3 separate regions of the Mus musculus genome follow, and regions 2 and 3 are each linked to region 1. A link is a contact called in public promoter capture Hi-C data. All regions are on one chromosome and are shown on one strand. The core of a region is the stretch at or near the end of the contact, and the rest is flanking DNA. Distances in the headings are between cores, read along the strand shown.

What was found. Promoter capture Hi-C pulls out the DNA fragments that hold promoters and counts their contacts.
Region 2: a promoter capture Hi-C map of liver shows a contact between it and region 1, with 3 times the contacts expected there. The contact joins the promoter of Mlh3 here to the promoter of Tmed8 in region 1. A contact is called at or near these places in 2 of 39 promoter capture datasets (both in liver).
Region 3: a contact with region 1 is called in a promoter capture Hi-C map of stem cell-derived epiblast-like cells, with 4 times the contacts expected there. The contact joins the promoter of Adck1 here to the promoter of Tmed8 in region 1. A contact is called at or near these places in 6 of 39 promoter capture datasets (3T3-L1-derived adipocytes, the C10 cell line, hippocampal neurons and 3 more).

What each region holds. Positions count from the first base shown.
Region 1 is chr12:87,198,530-87,201,649 of GRCm38.p6, reverse strand. Tmed8 (transmembrane p24 trafficking protein 8) reads left to right here and starts at 1,421. Exons shown (of 6, transcript NM_001033475.3): 1 at 1,421-1,564. The coding sequence starts at 1,447. Samd15 (sterile alpha motif domain containing 15) reads right to left here and starts at 1,142. Exons shown (of 4, transcript NM_001290288.2): 1 at 1-1,142. The coding sequence starts at 1,107.
Region 2 is chr12:85,268,904-85,272,023 of GRCm38.p6, reverse strand. Mlh3 (mutL homolog 3) reads left to right here and starts at 1,425. Exons shown (of 12, transcript NM_175337.2): 1 at 1,425-1,485; 2 at 2,550-3,120. The coding sequence starts at 2,614.
Region 3 is chr12:88,358,864-88,361,983 of GRCm38.p6, reverse strand. Adck1 (aarF domain containing kinase 1) reads right to left here and starts at 1,470. Exons shown (of 11, transcript NM_001277297.1): 1 at 1,389-1,470. It also overlaps the pseudogene Gm5655.

The DNA of each region.
Region 1 (3,120 bases), core at 172-2,671:
TTCTGGCTTGGGTTTATTTGGTAACTCTAGATTTTTCTCGGTTGGTTCTGGCTGCGACTTCTCTTGAATGTCTGGATCAGTTATCTGCTGTGGCTTGTCACCCGTTTTCTCCGTTGTCTTTATTAGTTTCTCCTTTGGAAATTCAGTCTGTGTTTGTAGCCCCGGGTCCTTGTCCTTACTTGGCTCTATTAATGTGTCCTTTAATTTAGACCTTTCACTTGATTTTCTCAGCTTGTGCTTTTGAGCTGATGGTTTCCGGTCCCCTAATGGTTCTGGAACTTTCTCCTTAATGGACTCTTCTTGTGTCTCCTCTTGGTCATCTAGTAGTTCTACAGTAATCTGTTCTAGCATCTCTGGAAATTTTTCATCAAAAGAGCTTTTTTGTGCTTTCTTTGAAGCCTTTAATGGTCTCTTTTGTGAGAGTTCTAGACTTGCTTCATCAATGGGTCTTCTTGATTCTTCTTCAAAATCCTCCAGTGGCCCTGAGACTTTCTTTTTAGTTGACTGTCTTAGTTTTTTGTCTGGGAACTTAGTCTGCTCAGGTTGCTCTGTGCCTGACTGCTCTGTGGACTTGAAGTGAGGTTTGAGATCTGCTTCCTCAGTAGACTTCCTTAGCTTCCGGTCTGGGAACTTAGGTTTAGTTACCTCATATGGCTCTGTACTTTTTTCTTTAATTGACTCTTTTTGTTTCTTTTCCGATTTGGTCATCTTGGATGGAGGTAGAGCTTCCTCTTCAACTGATTTTCTTAGTTTTTCACTTCGAATATCTGGTGTCTTCTGCTCTGGATCTATTTTTGTTGGTAGCTGTGTACCTGTTCTTGTAGGTGGTCCTTTGAACACACCTACTGAAACGTCCTGTCGTTGTAGGTCTGGCACCTCATGATTTTTACCTACGGGCACCAAATCCCCCTTGCGTGTCCTGGTTGGCTCTAGTGGCACATTTCCTACATTTCCTGGGTCTCGGTCAGTATTTGGGGACAGCTTAGAGCTTACCTCAAACAAGGTGTCTGCGTTAGCATTATGTAATTTACCAGATTTGGTTCTTTTAGGCTGCAGACTCAGACTCTCATCGGAGTCAGAATTATAATCTCCTGAGACTTCAGACATGTCAGTCGATGCGCCCAAGGCCTCCTAGCAACCTCAACTTCCGACAGCGTCTCTATGGATACCACGATTTCCGGCGGGGTTTTCCAGACTCTTCCCGAGATTTTGTCGATCCTTCCAAGTGCGGACTGTAAAAACCGGCGACCGAAAAAGCACGCCCCCCCCCCCCCCCGCCCCTCTCACGTGTCAGGCCAGCGCTACCCTCTGCCGCCCAGCCGCTCCTTCCGGCCCGTGGCTCGCTTCGGCTCCGCTCGGCTCTCCTCTGCCGCGCTCGCTTCGCCTTCGGCTGTTTCCGGAGCCGCAAGCCGCTGGCTGCGGAGCCGCTCCCGGCGCGGGCTGCAGATGTCGGACCGGCAGGCAGCTGAGGGGCCGGCCTTCTGGAGCCCCGCAGCTCGCCGAGGGTCGGCGGGCGGCGTCGGGGACCGACGGGGAGTGGAGGAGAGCCAGGCGGCCGCCTCAGGTACGCAAGGCCCCGGGCGCTGCAAGGGTGGGTGCCTCTGGGCTCGGGGCCGCGCACCTCGGGCGACCGGGGTCCCCACCGTCACGGGGCCCGCGGCTGCGCTCGAGGTCGTTTTCTACGCGGTTTGGAAATGCCCTGGTTCCAGTCCCGCTCCCTTTCTCGGAGCACCCGGCTTGGCAGTCCGGCTCCTTCCGCCGCGCCTCTTTGGCTTCAGTCGGGGTCCGCATCCCACCTCCATTCCCGCCGCTCTCACCCCTGCCCCTGTCTTTGGCTCTCCGCGCGACCCCACCTGCCTTTCCGCGCGCTCCTGCCGGCGTCTGCTGGGGCGCCCGCCTTCCTCTCAGAACCCCGCTTTGCCCTAGCGTAGGCCCCCGCGCCCAACCTCCGTCCCTTGCATCCTTGAGAGTGGGAGAGATGGAAAGCAGCCAGAATAAGGAGGCTTTGAGGTCTCGAAGGAGCCTGATAGTGAAAGCAAAGGCAGGAACTAGAGGCTGCAGTAGAAATTTTGGTGATGTCTCTCGTTCTCCGAGATCCACCCCTCCTCTTGCTTGGGCCGGTGTCTCCATTTCAGACCACACAAGTTCCTTCGTGTGATTTTACTTAAGTGTCCAAAAGCTATAGGCACAGTCTATCGCGCTGTTACCTTTCAGCCTTGTGACCATCACAGGGGCGTGCGACTAAAAGGATACTTTAGAGGGGAGAGATCTGGTCACACTAAGTGCAAGTGATTGGTTTTATCGAGATCTCAAAGTAGCTGTCACAGTGACTGAGGTACTGCTGTGGATTCCTGATGCTTAGTTGGAATGTGAATCCTCACTTTTAGTGCCCTTGGACAATTGGTTAAACTTCTCTAAACATGTCTGAGTTTCCTCTTGTATAAGATGTGGGTTCTAAAAGTACCTGTGCCTTACAGCATCGGTGGGAGGATCGTGAGCCACTGTGACTAAAGTACTTGATGTGCAACCCAAGATGCCCGCTGTACAAAGCAATTGGAGGAGATTAAAGTCTGATTTAGTACAACTAAATTACTAGAAAAGGTATTCCTGGTTGCTATCTTTCAACATAGTGGCTTTTCTCCATGCCCCTGGTGTGTGGTGCTGCACGAGCACCCCTCCCCCCCCAGCTGTGAATCACGGACAATATTTTTATTGAAAACATCCTAATACATTTTGTCTTTTCTATTTTTAAGGGTTTTTTTTTTGTGCTCTGTGGTAAACAATGCTAACATATATTTGATATTATGGTAATAAAAATTCTAATTAGGGTGGGATGTAGTTAAGCGGTAGAGTTCATTTTCGAGGCCCTGGGTTAGTCCCTAGTGCTACCAAGAAAGAAAAGGGGAAAAAAATTAAGTGTACTTTCTGAAAGATTATAAAGATTAAACATATAAGCCCTTATACAGGTATATGTTTTATAAGCACCTGTCCCTTATATGTGCCAATAATTATAAATTACATACACATTAACTTGTCTTTCATTTTCTCACTTTGTGGTGAACATACCCGAGTGTCTTTGCTTTATATCAGATCTATTTTCTAACATATTCCTGGAGTGCT
Region 2 (3,120 bases), core at 176-2,675, 1.9 Mb after region 1:
TAAGAGTGTATGCACCACAGACCACGTGAAGACAGACAGCCACACCCAAGAAGGAATCCTGGCCTAAACTCCAGCTTGTCCTAGAACTGGAAAGAAAAGAAAACAAACAAAAACCCCGGCTACTTAAGCCACCCAGCCTGTGGCCTTTTGTCATGAAGCCCTGGCAAACTGAACAATAATCAGAAGTTTGCTTCATTGGCTCCACAAGTCTGATTTGGTTTGGTTAGTAATTAAATATATACTCATTTAAAACTTTGTCCTAAGTTCCTTTAAAGGGAGGAGGGATGTCCTCCCTGTGGAGATGGCTCAGCAGTTAAGAGCACTGGCAACTTTTCCAGAAGTCCTGAGTTCAACTCCCAACACCCACATGGTGGTTCACACAGTCTATGGCTCTAAGACCAAGGGATCCGATGCCCTCTTCTGGTGTGCAGAAGTACAAGCAGACAAAACCCCATACACATGAAATACATAAATCTTTTTTAAAAAGTTTCTGGGAGGAGGTTTGGATGAAACAGAAGACAAAAACTGAGGATTGCCTAATAATTCTCAAAATATTCTCACTGTGCTCTTGCAGGAAAAAGCCGTGGTGGTATGGGGGTGGGGAGAGAGAGAGAGGGAGGAAGAGAGGAAGGAAGGGAAGGAGGGACCCTGATGTCCTGATTTGCAAATCAAGAGAGTTGGGCTGGGCAGACGTGGAGGTGGGGTGGGGAGTGGGAGCACACCTTTAATCCCAGCGTTTGGGAGGCAGAGGCAGAAGGATTTCCGTGAGTTTATAGGCCAGCCTGGTCTATAAAGCGAGTTCCGGGGCTGTTACACAGAGAAATCATGTTTTGAAAGAAAAACAAAAACAAAATATGAGAGAAAGAGAGAGAGGCTTCTCAGCCCTTTCCAGCTTCGTAAAGCTTTAATTTTCAAGAATGCTCTTGCCAGGCAGTGGTGGCGCACGCCTTTAATCCCTGGATTTGGGAGGCAGAGGCAGGCAGATTTCTGAGTTCAAGGCCAACCTAGTCTACAGAGTGAGTTCCAGGACAGCCAAGGCTATACAGAGAAACCCTATCTCGAAAAACAAACAAACAAAAAAAGGAATGCTCTGCATTCATTCCCTGAATATCTACTTGCCACCAGGACACAGCAGTAAACAAAAAACCAAACTACTTTCACATAGTTTACAATCTAGCGAACAAAGACTAAGGAAACAAGAAAGATATATGTGGAACTACATATTAGAACATGCAAAGGAGACGAGAAGGGGAGCAAAGTAAAATTTAGTAGAAACAGCCTTTCACCCCATTCCGAAAGAGAATAAGACAAAAGAACTAATTGGAACCCGCCAGGTGAAGGGACGCGCAGCTTGGCCACCTTAGCGCCTGCGCACTGAGACGTCGTGCAGACGCCGTCTGGCGGTGTCTCGGAAGCGCATGCTCGGGAGCGCGCGCTCGGCGTTGGAGGTGGTTGGTCGGTGAGAGTTGATGGAGGAGATTCGAGGTGAAGGGGGAAAGCACGTGATGAAATGTGGTCCAGAGAGCTTGTCTAACTGGACAGGAGCAATGGTGACTGCCGCGGGCCTGTCTGGCGGGGCCCCGGCTCCCCCGGAGGTGCGGGGTGGGTGGATTGCGCAGGCGCGGCCCGGCCTGCACGGGATGCCCGACTTTCCAGACCCTAGAACTGCTCATTACACATTCACCCCGTTTGCCAACGGTGGCTAAATGCTGTCGTAGCCCCGGTTTTTCCAGGCTTTAAAAACAAAACAAAAGAGCCTGTCACCTGCCTCACTGTTGTCACTTAAGAATGAGACCTTTAACTACCTAGAGTCTTAGGGTTTGTATAAGAAAACCTGGAATCAGGGTCCGACCACCCCATACACTCACTTTTTATTGCCAAGCTATGTTCTGGGGATATAAAAGACCGAGAGTATCAATATAAAAGAATATCAGTAATAAGGGCCTTTCTGCAAGCTATCAAGCTACACAGGAGCAGGACTTAAATATCAAAGGAGTTTTACCTCCCCCACCCCCACCTCTTCCTGAGAAAGTAATGGCTTACTGTGTCTCCTTGATAGATTTGACTTTGACTTAGTCCCATTGTTTTTTTTACCTTCTTACTTACAGTGTCTTAGAACATCAAAGGATTTTCTAAAAGCCGTGGTTATTGTGTAAAGTATAAATGTTATGAAACTAGCTTGGACTTTTTTCATGAATAATTTCTAGCTAATGTTTCTTAGCTGCGTTTAATTTAGGCATCTGTTTTTAGTGAAGTGCTTAGAAATTTGAATAGTGTCTTTACGGATCAGCATCTAGCGTAATTATAATTTCACTCTAGGGCATTCATTTTAGGAACAGCGAAAATTAATGAAATTATGAATGCTTTGGAATTGAAGCTTGTTATACCAGTGCATGAGTTTTGTGTGCTGTCTAGAAACTAGAAGTATACTTCCCTTTCGCGTTTTGGTTTAATACTCTAACTGTAGTTCTTTGTAATAGTCGAGAGAAATGGGTGATGTGATATAACTGAGGTTTGCTAGAGTATGTGTTGTGTTTTGTTTCCTGTAGGTGATTATTTTCCAGTCAGAGAAGGAAGCCAGTGTCTGCCACTCCCTCCACATGTGTCCCTGCCATGATCAGGTGTCTATCAGATGACGTAAAAACCAAGTTGCGTTCCGGTTTAGCCATAAGCTCCTTGGGCCAGTGTGTTGAAGAACTTACCCTTAACAGTATTGATGCTGAAGCAACATGTGTGGCCATCAGAGTGAATATGGAAACCTTCCAAGTTCAAGTGATAGACAATGGACTTGGGATGGCGGGGGACGATGTAGAGAAGGTGGGAAACCGGTATTTTACTAGTAAATGCCACTCAGTGCGGGACTTGGAGAACCCAGCATTTTATGGCTTCCGAGGAGAGGCCTTGGCAAGTATAGCCGACATGGCTGGTGCTGTGGAGATTTCATCCAAGAAAAACACAACACTGAAAACCTTTGTGAAAATGTTTCAGAATGGAAAAGCCCTTGCCACCCATGAGGCTGATTTGACCAGACCAAGTGTGGGGACTACAGTAACGGTCTATAACCTGTTTTACCAGTTTCCTGTGCGGAGGAAAAGCATGGATCCTAGACTAGAGTTTGAG
Region 3 (3,120 bases), core at 221-2,720, 1.2 Mb before region 1:
GTGCCGCCAACAGAGTGCATATGAACAAGGAATTGGCTGGAGTGGCCAGTGGTTCTCTGTCTCGGACATTTAGTCCTAGATAACCCAGGCAGGGTGTGTCCTACTGGGAGACAAGACAGGGATGGATGGCTATACCAAGCACTCTAGCCATTCACCAGTCCAGTCTCTGGCAAGGAGGGGACTGAGGGGGTATGTTTGGAAAGAAATAAAGTGTGATAAATTCTCTCAGAAGTTAAAATCTCACACCATAAGGCCCGTTGAGTATCAGCCAAATACCACAGTAAAATAAGAGAGAATATAATCCAGGATAAAAAGGACCCAGGTGGCAAAACTACATGGATATATGTACATAAAGTAATGGGGTTGGGTTGCAGTGTGTAAAGCAGGTGCCATGAGTGCTACAACTACAATATCGAAGCTAGCCACAGGGACACAACCACCCCCCACCCCACCCCCCACCCCCACACACACACACCATAACCCAGTGTGACAAATCGATATGGACTTTTTCTTATAAAATAGCATTCAAACTTATAGTCCCCGGGGTAGCGACATGGCATCTCCTGGGTTCATGTTGGACATGCCGATCCCAGAGTTCAAATATCACACTAAAATCAGAAGTTTAAAGAGGAAGTGGGCTGAATTCTGTGTAGTAACAAGCCCTCCACATCACTCTGCTGCACACTACATACACACAGCCTGTGAACCACAGTGACAAGAAGACGCTTAAAGAAAAATTGTCACAGGACAAAATCCAATTCCTAGCAACTCCGCAACTATATCTTGAGCGCCTACTAAGCGCTAAGCTTCTCACTTTCGTGGCAAGTAAATGTCAACGAAGTCTGGGACAGCTGTACTATGAAAGTCTTCTCTCCGCACATCTGCTGGAAGCACTGGAAGTCTCCAAGGTACTGGGGAGTTAAGGAGACTGGAGCCTGTAGCAAGCCTAGGTGACCTGACTTCTGGGGAGGCCCCTGCTCTTCACCACTCCACGCTCATCGCCCCAGCTACCTCTGCGTGGGAGCCCACAAGGTCACCGATGTCTGAAGGCTGCCGGCGGAGCCACTCGTAGCCCCTCTTCACCTCTGCCTACTCCAGGGCACGCAAGGTTGGGCCACCCAAGTGGCCAGTCCACACTAAGGACCTCTAGGACACCGAGCGAGAGAGTCACAGCCAAGGGGGCGGGGCACTGCGAGTCACCTGAACCACGTGGTTTCGCCAGCTAGGGTGACAGGGTCACAGGCTCGAGTTTCCTCCCAGCTTCGTCTGGGCGGCAGAGCCTGAGCTCAAACGTCGCGGAGCACATCTGCACCGGACCCACCGCTCTCCACGTCCCGCACAATCTGGCAGCGGGATTGGCCAGGACTCTGTGCGCGGGTGCTACTCACCAGAGGGTAGGGAAGCTGCGCCGCGCAGCCCGGAACCCAAATTCCAGGAAACAGTGCTTTCGCCACCAGAGCGCCTACAGAAGCCGGTGCCGCGAGGCCTGCCGGGATTTGTAGTTCTTTTCTGTTCCTTAGACTAGAGGCCACAGCTGTGGTCCCTGAGCCAGAGGAAAACCTTTCCTTGTCTGCTAAGATACCGACAAAGAATCATACTGAGAATAATTTAAGGAGTCAAAGTATAGATCCATGTTTAATGGATGATGTAATTCTGGATCTGTAGATTTTAAGTAGGCATTAGATTCTAATTAGAATTCTAATGAGTGAGTCAGCTATTCCTGTTGAAACGAAGACCTTGAGAGAAATGAAATGAAACCTTGTTTCAGTGGAGAGAATTGTAGGAGAGGTTAAATATTTCTGTGAAAATTGCCATTATTATACGGAAGCAAAGCGAAGTCTCTGGTTTGACAAAATGCCTATTATCACTATTCATCTGAAATGCTTTGCTGCTACTGGAGTTTGATTGTTATGGTGGTGGACTTTCCAAGACCAACACTCCTTTGTTGATACCTCTTAAGCTGTCACTAGAAGAATGGAGCACCAAGCCGACTAATGACAGCTATGGATTATTTGCTGTTGCAATGCACAGTGGCATTACTATTAGTAGTGGGCACAAACTCTACTGCATCTGTTAAAGTCCCTGGCTTTTAACAGTCTAGAACTCGATGAGGGGAATTTTGTGGTTGACCAGATGTGTGAAATAGGTAAGACAGAGCCACTGAATGAGGAGGAAGCAAGGGGGTGGCTGAAAATTATGACGATGAAGTATCAATTAGATTTGGTGGAAAAGGTTTTGAACAACAACAATAAAAAAAATGTAGAAGGTATTGGACTTCTTGGAGGACAAAAGAGCAAAGCAGACTATGAGCTGTCCAACAAAACATCTAATCCTGATAAGGTGGTTGGGACCCCATTCACTGACAATAGAAATTCTGAAACTAATGATACTAATGGGACCCACGAATCTGACAGGAACGAAGACTCCAGTGACCCAACAGGCGTTAACATGAATGGAGTTGAGAATGAAATTTCCTATGCAGTGCAAAACTTAAAGGAGTATGAGGGGAAGTAGTTGCTTTTTGATGATTCTAAAGCAAAAGTTACATAATAGAAAGACTTTCTGAGTTCTCTTTGCCCTTCTACATCTCCTACATCAACTTCCTACTTGCCATTCTATAAAAAATTATAGTGAGTATATTTTCCCTGTAAATATTAAACAGACACGGACAGATGTTGGTAAAGTTGATTACATCTAAGGGTCTTTAGTTTATCTTTTGAAGCTATTGGATATTATTGGTCTCTCGAGGCTTTTACATACTTTTTACCTATTTTTTAAATACTGAAAACCATGTTGACTTTTTAGAATCATTTTCCTTACTACAGACAAGTGATGGATAAGCTGGGAACCAACTTGTCTAGATTCTAAATGATCCAAAATGGAAACTTGAAACAATTAACACTTTTGGATTTACATGATCTTTTGTGTTTGCTTTTTAAAATACAGTGCTTGTATTTGTATTCTCCATATTTTGGAGTAATTATCTATATGATGGTTATTGGTCTGGCTTTTTCACCCAAGAAACCATTTCATTCAGTATATTTAGTGTTATAATAGCCATGAAGCCAAATCTTTGGGCTGTGTCAGAGACACAAAGTCTAGAATATGTATATTCACAAT